Linked DNA regions of Mus musculus: all the other regions are linked to region 1. The links are chromatin contacts, called in public Micro-C and promoter capture Hi-C maps. All regions are on one chromosome and are shown on one strand. The core of a region is the stretch at or near the end of the contact, and the rest is flanking DNA. Distances in the headings are between cores, read along the strand shown. Region 1 holds the start of Eefsec (eukaryotic elongation factor, selenocysteine-tRNA-specific). Region 2 holds the start of H1f10 (H1.10 linker histone). Region 3 holds the start of Mgll (monoglyceride lipase).

What was found. Promoter capture Hi-C pulls out the DNA fragments that hold promoters and counts their contacts. Hi-C and Micro-C count contacts between places; a contact is called where the count stands out from the background.
Region 2: a Micro-C map of embryonic stem cells shows a contact between it and region 1, with 2.2 times the contacts expected there. The contact joins the promoter of H1f10 here to the promoter of Eefsec in region 1. A contact is called at or near these places in 5 of 39 promoter capture datasets (the 3T3-L1 cell line, hippocampal neurons, liver and 1 more), 1 of 484 Hi-C or Micro-C datasets (embryonic stem cells) and 1 of 115 datasets of contacts at active chromatin or transcription factors (pancreatic cancer cells).
Region 3: a contact with region 1 is called in a promoter capture Hi-C map of liver, with 2.3 times the contacts expected there. The contact joins the promoter of Mgll here to the promoter of Eefsec in region 1. A contact is called at or near these places in 8 of 39 promoter capture datasets (the 3T3-L1 cell line, cranial neural crest, embryonic stem cells and 4 more) and 1 of 484 Hi-C or Micro-C datasets (embryonic stem cells).

Annotation. Positions count from the first base shown.
Region 1 is chr6:88,444,324-88,449,384 of GRCm38.p6, reverse strand. It overlaps Eefsec (eukaryotic elongation factor, selenocysteine-tRNA-specific), which reads left to right and starts at 2,846. Exons shown (of 7, transcript NM_023060.3): 1 at 2,846-3,179. The coding sequence starts at 2,906.
Region 2 is chr6:87,978,607-87,983,667 of GRCm38.p6, reverse strand. H1f10 (H1.10 linker histone) reads left to right here and starts at 2,186. Exons shown (of 1, transcript NM_198622.1): 1 at 2,186-3,247. The coding sequence starts at 2,312. The coding sequence ends at 2,878. Gm5577 (predicted gene 5577) reads right to left here and starts at 1,985. Exons shown (of 2, transcript NR_026990.1): 1 at 1,784-1,985; 2 at 1-708.
Region 3 is chr6:88,721,412-88,726,472 of GRCm38.p6, reverse strand. It overlaps Mgll (monoglyceride lipase), which reads right to left and starts at 2,061. Exons shown (of 8, transcript NM_011844.4): 1 at 1,902-2,061; 2 at 628-772. The coding sequence starts at 752. It overlaps Gm26588 (a long non-coding RNA gene), which reads left to right. Exons shown (of 5, transcript XR_377840.3): 3 at 4,646-4,758.

The DNA.
Region 1 (5,061 bases), core at 1,597-4,096:
GGGTGCTGGGCCCCAGGCATGTGCTCTCAGGCCCAGCTCCTTTCACTTCAAGTTTAATACACCTCACCTGAAATGCCTGGAACCAGCAGGCAGCATTAGAGATGTCAGGTTTTCCCCCTCGTGTTTTAGAATGTGTGCACACAGGTAATGTGATCACTCAGAGGTGGGACTGAAGTCTGAACACGGAGTGCATTGTTTCCCAAGCCCTTTGTGTGTGGAGCCTCAGGCTCATTTTCCATGCTAGCTTCATGTTCTCATATTTTGACTCTTGCCTGTCACATGAAGTCAGGTGTGGAATTTTCTACTTGTGGTATCATGTCAGAGCTCAGAAAGCTTCAGATTTTGTTGTATTTTGGACTTTTAGGTTAAAGATGCTTGGTTTTTACTGCTTGCCAGGATTTTATGTCGGTCAGAGGTGAGCAGTGAAGTTTACTGAAGCCAGGTCCCATTCAGAACATTTTGTTACTGGAATGTCCTCTAAAACTCTTGTGATCTGTCTGCTAGTTCCCTCCTAACGATGCCCGCTGCTTTATCAGTGGGTTTTAAACAAACAAACAAACAAACAGACAGACAGACAAACAGACAAACAGAGGATAGTGTCTTCTTGTTTCCTGTTTGGAAGATGTAAAATTGAGATACAAATTTTGGGAGCACTAATTCATATGAGGACCCACTCTTGCGACCCATTTGGTTTTAAGGACCCATCTCCAAATGCTATCACATGCATATGGGGTGGGTATCAAAGCCTCAGCACACGAACCTTTGGAGAATGCAATTCAGTCCACAGCAGGGACTCAGAGTGTAGAGTCTTGATCTGTGGAGCCTTTGGGGCTACTTCCTGCCAGCATGCATTCCTGGCTCATCCCAGAGGCAAACTGCCCAGTAGGAGTCAGTGAGCTTTAAGCTTGGAAACTGCCGCCATCTTCATGAGACCATCTGTGCCAAAGTTCCAGAGTTCATCATGGTCAGGCCTGTGGACCGATGACATTCCCTCCTAGGAGGAAGACCTCAGCTGGGTCACTGGATCCTCACCTGAGTGTCTGGCCCCTCCTCCTAGCCATGGTATTCAATCCAGCCCTAATTGTACGTTGGCCTCAGGACGTCAGGGAGGAGGTAGAGTATATAGGTTAGTGTAGATTAGGAGGAAGAAAGAGGGGAAGCCATAGTTTATGCTATGAGAAAACTTTCCAGTGCAGCTGCTCTGTGGTCGTCAACACTCCTTACCTCTCACCCATGTTTATAAGTAAGCCGGATAAACTCAATCCTAAGAAGAATTGTTGTCGTACTGCCTTTTTGGTTTGTCCTTGGAACCTTAGGAAGAGTGGGTAGATGTCATTTGCTACTCCCCTCAGGAGGGAATTTTTTATCAACAAAGGCTAAAATATTTGTCAGCACTCTGAAGTCAGGCTTTATGTTAGGCTGCATCATTGTGATGAAACAGCTACACAGACAAAGAGAGAAAGAGACTTTAGTTTGACTTCATGGTTTTAGAGATTTCAGTGCATGGTCTCTTGGGCTTGATCCCCCTAGCCTGTGGCAGCACAGCAGTATATTGTCCTGGTGACAGCAGAACGGAGCAGCCTGACTGAACTACTCATTTCATGGTGGACAGGAAGCGACTACTGCCTTCTGCTAAGCTTCATCTCATAAGACAGACCACCAGCTGGGGCCCAAGCATTTAGCACACAAGCCCGTGTAAACCAATTCACTTGCAAACCGCAACCCCTCCTGCCCTAGAAAAAGGAAGGCTGGGAATGTTGGGCCAGCAAGCCCCACCCCCTTTACATGAGAGCAGTGCCATTCAGCTCTCCAGTGCCATTCCTCCCCTGTGAGGCCCCAAGTCCCTTCTTTTCCTAGGCTTTTATCCTTTGCCAGAGCAACCACTTAGGCTTGTGACCTCTTTCATGGTTCTAGGCACCTTTCAATGCCTGAAGGGGGTTACAGAGGCTGGTTGGTATAGCACTCACGACACATTCAAGTTCATACACAACAGTTAAGTTGCAGCTCCTCATGGCAGCCTAGACTTCAAAGTGAGGTTTTTGTCCCGTCCCCACCCCCACCTCCCCTCCCCTGAATCAACGAGGACCTCTTCCTCTTTTCACAGTGCTTCCAGGTTTCTGATGGTCAATTCTCAGTCTGCACTGGACGTCTAGTGACAGTCCTTGAGGGTATCTTCCTCACTAGGCTCCCCGCCTTCCCATCTCTGTCCTTTCCAGATAGTCTGGCTTGGCAACTGGTCTTGGGTTTTACTTACTCCTGTTTTCACAGCAAATAATGTCGATCACCACATCCCAGTAAAGTGTATACAGTCTGCACTTAATAAAGGCTGACAGCCGGGCGGTGGTGGCGCACTTGGGAGGCAGAGACAGGCGGATTTCTGAGTTCAAGGCCAGCCTGGTCTACAAAGTGAGTTCCAGGACAGCCAAGACTATACAGAGAAACCCTGTCTTGAAAAAAACAAAAAACAAACAAACAAACAAACAAAAAAATAAAGGCTGACAGAAATGAATGGACGGATGGATGAGTGTGTATGGAGGGATAGAGGAAGGGATGTGTGGATGGACTGGGTGAGTGGAATGATGAAAGGAGGGAGGGAAGGAAGAATGGATGGATAGATGGTGAGATGGATGGATGGATGCATGGATGGATGAATGGATGGAAGGAGGAATCCCTAATCTCAGACTGGCGAGACTTTGTGGCGTGGGGAGCCGGATGACAGCAAACCCAGGTAGCAGGCCGGCTCTTGTCCCGCCCTGTGTGCGCTCTGCCATAGGGCTGTGGGCGCCCGAGGGCGGAAGCTTCCGTGCCGGAACCGGTGCGCTCAGCGCGGGTTGCGGGGGGGTGCGGCTTAGCAGGCGGACCGCGGGGCTGGCGCTCAGGCGACGGCGTGAGAGGCAGCGGCGGGATGGCCGGCCGGCGGGTAAATGTGAATGTGGGCGTGCTGGGTCACATCGACAGTGGCAAAACAGCGCTGGCGCGCGCGCTGAGCACCACGGCCTCCACTGCTGCCTTCGACAAGCAGCCGCAGAGCCGCGAGCGCGGCATAACGCTCGACCTGGGCTTCTCCTGTTTTGTCGTGCCGCTGCCGGGGGCAGAACCCGGTTCTAGCGACACGCTGCTGCAGGTCACACTGGTCGACTGCCCCGGGCACGCCTCCCTCATCCGGACCATCATTGGCGGTGAGCGCGGGCCGGGGCGGGAGCCGGGCTCGGGGTCCGAGCTCGCGGGATGGATGGCGGCCTGACAGCCTAGGCCTGGCCACCAGCCCGGAAGGCTTGTGGTCTCGAACTCACAGCCCGCAGACGCGGACACAGTTCTCACCTTCACTGCCGTGCACCGAGATGCTTTCCTAGAAAAATGATCCAAAGAAACAAACCCTGCAAAAAGGGTGTATACAAGTTTCAAAAAAAAAAAAAAAAAAAGTCACCACGTACCTGTCCTTTGGTCTCCTGGTTCTCTGTCCCAAACACTGCTCTCAGTTTCCTGTGTGTATGGATGGTTTCAGGAAACATACACAGAAACGCAGACAAGGTGCAGAAATGAAAGATCCTGTTTTTTTCCTTCTGTTGTACTACTTGTGGTCGGTTGGGGTAGTGGGTAGAGCCTAGTGCCTTGATAAGAGGCAAGTGCTCTAGGCTCTCTCAGGATCTCATCCCCCAGTCCCCTTTATACACAAACCATCACTGTCTGGAGACTATATCTACACATAAAGTTCCTTTGTACTTTTATACCAACATTTTCTTGACTGACCCTCGTGACTTTCCCAGAGTTGGCTGCTATTCATAATGCAGTGAATAACTCTAGCCCAGAAGGTTTTGGGATGTGCACTAGTGTAACAGGATAAGTTATGTGTGAACTAGCTAAGGCAAAGGGCCTGCGTGTTTTCAGTCATGATGGGCACTGCTAAAATCTGCTTCTAGGATCTGTACCACTTAATTAGTCTTTAATTACAGGCCACTTAGGAATAGGCCATTATAAATAAAAGGTCTTGTAACCTCCCTTCCTTGCTCAGCGTGACCCCTCCCATTCGTCTACAGGAAACTGTTGCTATGTCTTTTTAAATTCCTTTTGCAAACCCATTTAACTACACTTAAATCTAAGAACAGAACCCCATAACCTGTTTGTAAGCACCCAGCACAAAAGGAGGTGTGGCTGAGTCTACCTGCTGTAGCTCCAGTGACCCATTTCCTGCTTCTCCGCTTGCCCTGGGTTTCTTTCCAGCAGTGTGCTGTAAGCCTGGAAGCATGTATATGGGGCAGGTGGGTCATTCCAGCTGTGTGGCCTCCCTTTCTCTGTGCTGCAGGCAGCCTAAGACTGTTTCCTTGTTTCACTGAAGTGGAAATGGAGGCTTACCTGCCAGAGTTACTCTCCTGCACAGTATCTATTGAGTTCAGGATTCACTCATTAAAGACTATCAAGGGCCACACAGTAAACTAAACTGAAAACTCCCACTAAATTCTGACTGGTTGTGTTCAAATACATTTTAGGAAATGTACTCTAAGCTAGTGTAAATTGGAGATGGAACACTACAGGGTAGAAACTAGAAAGTGGGGTTGGCATGTCCCTCAGTGGTGGAGTACCTGCTTAGTGTGCAGGATGCACTAGATTCCACCCGCCTCCCCCCCCCCCCCCCAGTATTGCAAAGAAAAAGAAAGAAAGAAAGAAAGATGAAGTTTTTTTCTGGAAAATATAGAATCTGACTTGTAATAACTATAATTTTCATCTTTATGATGGTGTGTAAGTGTTACAAGTTCAGTGGAGTTTTGACCTTTCCTGGTTCGTCACATGGTTGGTTCTCATGACACTGAGCAGTGCAGCAATCTGCAGCTCCTAGTCGGCCCTGAGGTCGAGAGTGCAAATCTCTGTGTACCCAACTCTGGTTGCTGAGCTGGCAGGCCCAGAGCTTCTGTGTATTCAGTGCATTTCTTAGCTTACTATATTTTGAACCTATAATAACAGTGTTGGATGTAGCTCAACTGTAAGAGGAGAATCTAAAATCTAGGCCAGGGCAGAAGGACAGACATTGTTTTAGAGATGTACAGAATTGGGTTCGCAGCTTTT
Region 2 (5,061 bases), core at 937-3,436, 470 kb after region 1:
AGCCGCAGCACACCACCACAAGTTTTGTTGTTGTGTTTTTCTATGGAGTCCAACAAACGCAGTGCAACTCCACAGTGTAACTCGGACCAATGCATGCGTGTCGTTAGCAAAGACTCCCTCATCACGTGTCCTTTCATGTGCTTGGTTGAGCAGAACATCCTTTTCCTGTGTCCACTTCAGCTAAACGTTCCTTCACGTTTGCAAACCCCATTCAACCAAAGAACTCTTTAAGTTTCCACGTCATTAAAGTGCAAGCAAAGATTAAAAGTTTAGTGAAATATATGCACTAGCTCACTTTTTAAAATCTTAAATTTTCCTTTTGTGAATGAAATAATGTTTTTATGGGATGCAGTCTTAGATGTTAGGGAAGGGCTAATAAGGTAACAACTCGATGTTCTAAGCATTCTTGCGTAATTAATTACAGTTCATTTGATGTTTACATGCCTTAGGAAAAAACAGCATCTCTGTGGGTAATTTTGGGCTTATCGATTGTATTGAAGTTTCCTGACTCTTAACAAGAAAGACAAACTAGATTCTCACATTGCTTTGTCTGTCTTACCTCAGATTGACTGGACCAACAGACACCAGTCTGGTGAACAACATCTGTCCTGATTGAAGCTTCTGCCTGAGCCTGAGGGCAGCATGGCATTCCAGCACGCAGGGTACGCAGCAGCAGCAGCAGCAGCAGCAGCAGCGGGCTCCTGGTAGCTGGAGATAGGAGTGAGTGTCATCAGCCCACGGAAGGGGTTTAAAGAAAAAGAGGGTAGTGAGTCCAGGAGAGCCTGCACCCTATAGCCCGCTGTCCCTCAAAACTCACAGGCCCCTTGGCCCTCCTCCTGAGAACGAGTCACAAGAGGATGACTTGGGCTCTGGGCTCTGCTAAACCCTGGCCACTTCCTGACGATCCTTCCTTTGATGGGGATGAGGTCGTGGGGTGCGGGGAGGCTGGCACACCCACGAGTACTGAGTTTGAAAGGCTGAGAATCTGGGCCTTCTTGATCTACAGGCAGTCACTCCCTCTTTTCACCCAAGAGGCCAGGGAACTGCTTACCTATTGGAACAAAGCTGGCCTGGACGCTTTAGTGGTGTCTACTATGTCCTCCGCAGGCTGGCCATTGCCTGCACAGCCCTCTCTCCACCGTTGGACTACTTCCCAGGCTTTCAGGTCCTTCTCTGTACCACCACCTCCTTCAAGTCCTCCCGCACCAAGTGATGCAGTATTCGATCCCCCAAAGCCGGCAGGATCCTCAAAAGCCAAATCCCCTGCCACACCCTCTAAGGGAAATGCCTTAAGGGTAACCTTACACTTTTCCATCCTGGAGCCCCCATCTAATTCTGAGGGGTCCAGGGACGGCTACTTAAGCATCACAAAATGGGGTACTTGGGGCCAGAGAGTGGTGAGGAAGTGTCTAGGGAGAGGCCCTTGTGGTCGTGCCTGCACTGACTCATCTTTGAGATGCCAGGCGTGCAACCTCAGGGCAATTCCCTTCTGTTGGTTCCCCTTAGGATTCTGAGAAGACCCCCGCCCCAGCACGCTCTCGGGCTTTGCCTTGCTCCTGTCGGCCGCGTGAGGGCGTACCCTGTGTTAGTTGGGACAAATTAATGCCCTTCCTGCGGGCAGGGCTGTGGTCCCCTGGGCCCAGAACCAACTCAGGTGCCTGAGGAGCACTCTTGTCTGCCGCCTGCAAAGTTCTCGGTCTTGGGGTCTCGCCCGGGGCCCGTGCTAATCCTTTGCAAATCGAGCGCCCCCCTCCTCCATGCTCCTATAGCCTGGGGTACACACCTCTGAGCCGCTCCGCTGAGCCCGTCCTAGGCGCAGGCCGCCTCTGCGCAGCGCAGCGGGCTCGGATGCTGTCCAGGGCACACTGCTGAGGGTGCAGCCGCGCCCGGGAGCCGCGGGCGGAGGAGCCAGTGGCCGCGGAAGGCGCTCCAAGAAGCACAAGTTGGCGCTGGACTGGGCCCAGGCTGTTGTTGTTCTCAACGTGGTCCGCCACGGGGAAATAAAAGCGGAGCGGGGCGCGCTCTCCGCCAGAGCGTAGCGCGCACGCCCAGAGCTCCGGAGCCCGCGCAGTGCTGCCGCGCTCCCCGCAGGCTCCTCTCCGCATCCCACCCCCCCAGCCCCGCCGCGGCCGGCCCGGCCCCCGCCCGCACCTCAGCCCTGCCGCCTGGTCCCAGGCCCGGCCGCGGCCGCTCCCGCCTGGAGCCGCCGCGCGCCCCCAGTCCCCCGGCGCCGCCGCGGCCCCTCGCCTTCCTCTTCCCGGCGCGGCCCCCCGGCTACCGCGCGCCGCCTGCCGCCAACCCGCTGGCCACCATGTCGGTGGAGCTTGAGGAGGCCCTGCCGCCAACGAGCGCCGACGGGACGGCCCGCAAGACGGCCAAGGCCGGCGGCTCTGCGGCGCCCACGCAGCCCAAGAGAAGGAAGAACCGCAAGAAGAACCAGCCAGGCAAGTACAGCCAGCTGGTGGTGGAGACCATCCGCAAGCTGGGGGAGCGCGGCGGCTCGTCTCTGGCGCGCATCTACGCTGAGGCCAGGAAGGTGGCATGGTTCGACCAGCAGAACGGGCGCACCTACCTCAAGTACTCTATCCGGGCGCTGGTGCAGAACGATACGCTACTGCAGGTGAAGGGCACCGGCGCCAACGGATCCTTCAAGCTGAACCGCAAGAAGCTGGAGGGCGGCGCGGAGCGGCGCGGAGCTTCGGCGGCCAGCAGCCCCGCGCCCAAGGCGCGCACGGCGGCGGCGGACAGAACGCCCGCCAGGCCGCAGCCGGAGCGGCGCGCGCACAAGAGCAAGAAGGCGGCGGCTGCTGCCAGCGCGAAGAAAGTGAAGAAGGCGGCCAAACCCAGCGTGCCCAAGGTGCCCAAGGGCCGCAAGTGACGCCCCTACGGTCTGGCGACATCGTCGAGTTTTCCATCTGTCTCTATCCCTATCCGCCCCCCCCACCCTCGGTGTACCGGTTCCGTAGGGTTCCGCCTGGCCCAGGTCCCTGATCCCTGTCCCCTCCCCCGCCCCTCCCCCAGCGATGCTGCGTTCTGTTTGCTTTAGGTTTTTGAAACGGCCCTGGCGACGCCCCCATTGGCTCTCACCCTTGGCAACGGCCGTCGCCATGGTTACCGGCCCGGCGGCGCCAATGGCCTGGTGGCGCCTGCCTACTGTGCCCGCTGATGGCCACCAGGCGCTTGGGTTGTGTGGCGCCTTGCTCCGCCCGCTGCCTTCCTGGGGCGCAATAAACGGTTCCAACCTTGACCATTGTCGTTGTCTTGTGGGCGCTGGAGGCTGCTTGGGGTTCCTGCGGGGGAGTCGAGGGTCATTAAGACCAGCTAGACAACTAGCAGGCGCTGCCAGAGGTGGGACAGATGTGCCCAGAGACAGCTGCCCAGTGGAGAACTCTTGTAAAAGTGGGTTCCCAGTCTTGGGTTGCTGCAGTGTCCAGCATATAAAAGATAAAAGATTTCTACATGTTGGAAATTAAACCTCAGGATCTAGTGCAACATAATGGACAGTTTTACCAAATGGAAGACTAGGAAGGTTCTGAACAGTATGTACACATACAAGTAGGGTGAGATGGAACCCGAGTTAGGGGAGGGTTACATGGTGCTCTTTCCCTGTATCACCTTTTTGGGTCTTGGCAGTGTCTTGAGGGTGGGAAGGGACCAGTGTTTCTTGGCAGGTGTGATCATGAAGCAGACTGAGCTGCCCAAAGTGGGCATTTCACTGCCTCTTGGATGTCTGGTACCTGGCTGAAGTTGCCCTGCAAAGGGCATAGGCAGGTATCATGTTGAATTGGGGTGGACCACCCTCAAGCTGGTCAGTGAGGCAATGACTTCCAGACGGCTCAGTCCACAGGGTCATAACAGCTGGGCCTAAGAAACAGCCTTGCGCTGCTCCATGGATCTTTTTGAGGTTTCCTGAAGGCTAAGGGGTGGCTCTTCTCCAAGTGCTGGTGAAAGCCCTAACCTAACTCTTACCCTGCTAACCCACTGGAGGCTTTTCATGAGCTTCTGGGTGCCTTTCAGGTTATTATTCCTCGTCGTCTTTTCATAATTCCCGACTCTGTACCTGCCTTCCAGTGGTTTATCCCTCACATGCTGCTCTCTGGTTCATCCTTCTCTGTCACCCATCTCCCATTGGCTTCTTACTTCCACTCAGGCCTAGGCTTTCCTAGACACTGAAGGACCCAGGGCACTCGTCAATAGACATCTTATTTAGAATTTCCTTTTTTTTTTTTTTTTTTTTTTTTTTGGTTTTTTGAGACAGGGTTTCTTTGTGTAGCCCTGGCTGTCCTGGAACTCACTCTGTAGACCAGGCTGGCCTCGAACTCAGAAATCTGCCTGCCTCTGCCTCCCAAGTGCTGGGATTAAAGGCACCACAGCAGGATCTTATAGAGGCATTTTCTCTTGAGGTTTCCTCCTCTCAGATGACTCTAGCTTGTGTCAAGTTGACATAAAACTAGCCAGCCCATTGTAATTGTCCTTTTGGGGACCCAGCCCACCTCAATGTCAGGTTACAGGGAGAATACTGAACCTCTCCAGCCCCAGGGGTGGTTATGTGACCTAAGACCTGGCCAGTAAGATCTTAAGTCAGTTGTTATCTTAGCTGCTGTGGGGGGCTGGAGAGATGGCTCAGTGAAACAGACTGGTTCCTGCTGCCAGATCGTTCAATGCCGAGCGACTGGAGGACTTCTAAGGTGACTACTGAGAAACAGCTGTTCTTTCCTCTGGATCACTAAATGGTAGGAATATGAGGGCAGAGTTGGTAGTGGGAAAGGCTGCCTGAAAGGAATCAAGATTGGGGAGTTGGAGGCAGGAAATGGGCACATGTTCAAAGATTTCTGAATGGAGCTCATGGGCCTGACCACCCTAGGGCTGCTGTACTGCTCTGTAGATAAGCTTGTTTGATAAGGGTTGCTGTCAACTGCATCCTGGTCTCCAAATTCTTGAATTACCTTCTTCCTTCATATTCCTTTGTCATTTCTTCAAATGGTTGTTCTTCTAAACTTTCTGCCCAGGGTCCCCAAGCCCTCCCTTACCTGCTCAACCAGACTCACTCATGCCATAAGG
Region 3 (5,061 bases), core at 812-3,311, 280 kb before region 1:
CTACAGCTACTCTCTTCCCTGATTATCACAAACAAGCCGGGCTTTTCCTGCTTCACCCAAGAGGAACAGGGTGGTGGGGAGCAGCTGCGGGGCTGGGCACAGCCCCAGTCTGTCTCCAGCAGCAAGGCAGATCCTGGATAGGAAAGTCACTGAGCTGGCGAGAAACCAGAAGGAGACCCCAGGCCCCTCTCCTCCCAGCTAGCTGGGTGTCATCTCTGAAGCTCAGAACTAAGCAGGAGCACACAGCAGAGGTTAAAAAGACAGATACGCGCACATATAATTTTAGTTTTCTTATGCATTCGCTGGCTTTTTTTTTTTTTTAAATTGTTGGGTTTGCTTTTAAATAAATGCTTGCAACAGGGAATCAATTCTGGTACAAAAAAAAAAGTCATATGAATCTTTGAAAACTGCCAGACAGTGGACTCCTATCCTAGTTGTAGTGAAAAGAGAACTCTTGAGCCGTCATTTTAAAGAAAAGCATAAAGTATAGCTCACAACTTTGCTAACACCGCTGTGCCAGGGGTGTCAGTGACATGAGAGGCAGGTCACGGAAAGGGTGGCCCTCATGATGACGGAGGAGGAGGAGGAGCAGGTGCGATGAAGGAGGACGAAGAGGAGAGGACTTACTTGGGTGTGCCACTGGGCTTCCAGTATCTACAAAAGAGGTACTGTCCGTCTGCATTGACCAGGTGAGGCAGGTCCTGGTAGGGAACATTCTGTGGAGTTCGCCTGGGTGAACTTGCCTCAGGCATCCTGCAGGGGTCTTTAGGCCCTTGGAAGAAAGGTGGACATATTCTAAAGTCAGAAATACACTTATGTCCATATGGGAGGAAAGAAAGCCTTTTTTGAGTCAGGACTGTGGCTGTGGCTTCTTTTCTAGGCAATTAAACAAAAAACAAAAAACAAAAAACAAAACAAACAAACAAAAAAAACCCCACCAAACCCCAATTTGATATATATATTTTAAAATTACATACATCTCTTGCAAACCCCTTCAAGATTGAAAAGTCCTGTTTGTCCTTAAGAAAATGCTCACTTTATTTTTTTAAAGTGCCTCAGTATAGCCCCCCTCCCATCTGTGTTTATTTTAAATCATCTCAGGAAACTTCATCTTAAAGACTATTTTAGCTGTAATCAAGCGGAAATTACAGTCAGTTCCGTGGGTACAAAGCCCCAGCTGCAAGGACCCATCTCTCCTAAAATCTCCACTGTGCGGGTTTCAGGGGGCATAATAAGTAGGTGACGCGCCCCAAGCGATTTTTCCCTTCTGAATGCCAAAGATGCCATGACAAACCTGTTTCCATTAGTCTTGGCTTTTGCATTCCACTACCGCCACAGCCTCGAGTATCAGCGCCAGGCAAACGAGGGCTGTTCCCTCATCGCGGCCGCAGGGCAGCACCACGGGGTCCGCGCCCTCCCCGCCTGGGCTGCAGGGGTGCGAGTTGCTCCCTCCTGCTGCTCCAGCTCTAGCTCATGTCGCCACTTTTCCAGAACACACCCCTGAAGGGGTTCCGGGAGCGAGGGACAGCCGGTCCCCAGCCCGGAGCTGCTGCGAGACGCGCTCCGCGGCACCGCGCATTCGCGCAGATGCGGGTCCCCGAGCAAAGTCACCCCGATTCTCCGACAAACTTTGCCTCTTGCCCGCCCGCGACCGCTTAGGGAAGGAAACCTCGCGGCTGTCATCGGCACGCCACACAGGACGTGGACCTGGCCGTTGTTCCCACACCGGTCTGGGAAGATGCAGTTGACGGGCACAAGTCTGTTTGGGGGTTGGTGCGAGGGCGCGAGGGGCGCGTTCACGCGCACACGCTGACACGCGCGCACACTCGTGCGCACGCACACGCGCGCAGGGGACCCCTGGCGGCGGCTCCTATCCTGAGGCAGGGGCGGGAGGCAGTTACCCGGGCCACGAGCGCCGCTGTCACGTTCCCCGAGCACCACGCGGGTCCGGGTCTGCGGCGGGCTAGAGCCAGACTACTGCGCGCGGCCGGCTGCGCAGCGATAGGGCGCGGCGTCTGCGCCGCCACTTTATCCCCAGCCGCTCGGCGGCGGGGGCGGCCCGCTGGGTGGGGACGCGCGGGGAGGCGGCGCCGGGGCCCCACGTGTGCCCGGCCCCCGGGGAGGAGCGGGGCATCGCCCGCCGACCTGCCTCGCGCTTTTCCTGGCCGCGTGGGGGACCTTCACGGGGCACTGAACCGAATTATGGGGCCCTTCCAGCCCATGCGCACAGTCGAGAACACAGACCCTCACACTGGTCCCCGGAGCAGAAACACGCTCACTAGAACTGCATGCACATGTTTACAGTTGCACACGTGCGAGACCCACATTCAGATAGCACAGGTGTAGGCACACCCACAAGGACACATCCTCAGGACCCTTCCCCAGATACAAACTACACACAGAGGTACAAGTGAATGTCACAGTTACTACATGAATACAAACACACAGCATGGACGCACACGCCCTAGACACCATGCACACAGATAAAAACAACACACCACACACACAGTGAGTGTCAGCGCAGAAACCACAGCTCTCATCTTACAGGGGAAAAGATTATTCTGGAGCCATTTTGAATGACCATGAGCTGGAAACACAGATTTAAGTTACCCCTAATTCCATGTTCCTATGTGAAAGCAGTTTCGGGAAGTTTTTTGGGTTTTTTTGGTTTTTGTTTTGTTTTGTTTTGTTTTTAAAATAGTTTTACAGAACAGATAAAGCCGTATATCAAGGCAAGTTTAAAATACATTGGTGGGTACAACAGAGAGTCAGGTAACAGTGAAATGGGAAAGTGTTCCTATAGGCTCAAAATGCTATCTGATAGCATTGCTAACTTTTGGATTTGTAGAAGCTAACTATCGTGTTAAATCAATAGTTAAACAGTGTTCATCTATTGCCTCAAGAAGTTAGTTCTAACAAAGAGGGGCAAGAAAGAAATGGCTGTTCCTGAGGGCCCGAACTTAGCCCAAAATAAAGTAATTTGCCTCTGGACCTGGAACATTCCAACCTCTCCATAGTACTGAAACTTTAATCAGCCAGCTAATCTCAGCAGACACAGCTTCCCTTTAGTTTTCCGCCTCAGCAGCAGAAGTAGCTCCTTTCCCCATGTTTTTGTTCACAACAGAGAAAAACAACACACCATATACACCCAGAGAGCTAAAGATGCGTGACATTCACGCACAAGCGCTTAGAGCTCTGAGAAGGAAGCAGACATACTGCAAGCAAACACACACACACACACACACACACACACTGCATGAAACCATTTCCCCTAGGTGCCCCAGGATCCAGGTCCCACTAGCACAGCTGCCTATGTGGCTGTGGAGTCTGGAATCCAGCACTAAATTTACAGCCTGTCCACTGTGTCCTATGCCTGCCACCTGTGAGTGACAGCTGCAGAGGAAGGATGACCCCAACCCACACCCATCTCCTCAGGCTTTCCAGGGCTTTCTTCTTGGCCAACCACTTTGCAAAATAGCAGGGTTGAATAGTATCATTGTCAGGGCAGCACAGTGGTAGTGTCCACCTAAGGTGAGGCTGCAATCTAACTTGACTTGAATGGTAAAAGGGGTCTCTGAAAGACAGATTGGTTGCAGGCCATGCAGAAGGACCTAGCTCACCCTCTGCCTTAGGCAGGTCTCCAGGGCTTGGACACAGAAGGAGTGGCTAAATGACTTCTTGGAGTTGATTTTGTATTTCCTGGCAGGTCAGGATTAGGGTAAGCAAGCTCAGGCGAAGGACTGGGAGCCTGTTCTCAAAGCTGGACTGGGCCTTAACAGTATCCTTACTATTCACTTCAGCTGTGGTTTACTGAGAGCAAGGGTAGCAGGGTCCTGAAGCCACGGGTTTGAATGTTCCTAGCACTGGTGTTTTGTGACTTTCAATGGTTTGAGAGTTTTGAGAAGAACGGTCCCTTGAGCTGTCAACAGAGTCTCCCCTGAATCTAGAGTTGCTCCCGCTTGATCAGAGAGAGAGTTAAGAGAGTAGAGCCTTGTGTGATTCCTGTAGTCTGGCTCTTCAGGGAATGAGATAAGCCATCCCTAGAGGCCATGAGCTCTCTGCCATCCTCAGCAACAGTAGCATTCAAATCCACCGGGGAAAGACCATAGGTTTAAACCAAATTATAATTAAATGAATTTATTAGTTACTGCTAGCAGGTCGACAGCCTAAAAGCCAAATTAGGCCATGCCACACAGGAGTGGTAGAGGAAGGGTTTGTAAAGGTGAGCACTGTAAACGTCTCATTTGTGTGCAGTGTGTAGCTGAGGGAGAAACTGCTTTCAGTCCTTGCAGCTGTGGATCTGTTTGTCTCCCTCTGTAGACAACCTTAAAGGAGCTGTCCCATGCCCTGGCAAAAGCGATACATGGGATACAAAAGCCAGAGTAGGAAGTGAATTATCTCACAGCAGTTTTACAGTTTTGAGGAGGGGGGACAAGGAGTCAGAGTTGTTGAAGCTTATCTTTTAGGAATTTAGAATGGGTGCCTAGCACAAAATGGAGATTTCCTTACCCATCACAGTAAGTCCCCGGAAAAGGAAGAGAGAAACTAAGCTAGTTGCTTGTAATGGCAACTTCTTCTTTCAGAAACACAGAACAATATCATAATGCTATTAGATTTACTTTTTATTTTATTTTATTTTTTTGAGACAGGGTCCTACTCTCTAGCACCGTATGGCTTGGAACTCATAGATATTTACCTGTCTGCATCCTAAGTGCCGCCATACCCAGAATAACATTGGATTTATACAATCAAGAAAAGGTATTTCCATCCACTGAGACCTCTCATAGCTCTCTTCAGAGGCACATCTCCTTCCCATTCTTTTCCTCTTTCCCTACAGCCTCTGGCAGTCTTGGCTTTGTTCTCTATTTCTAAAGTTTTGTCATCTCAGGTTCTTTTGCAAATGGAATCATGAGATAGATACTGCTTGTAACCTTTAGTACTTTTCCCATTGAACACAATCTGTGTTTGATTATCCGTGTTCCAAGCTTAGATGCACCACAGTACTGAACAGTGTGGTTTCTAGTTTACAGCTAATTCTGAATAAAGCCACAATGAACACTG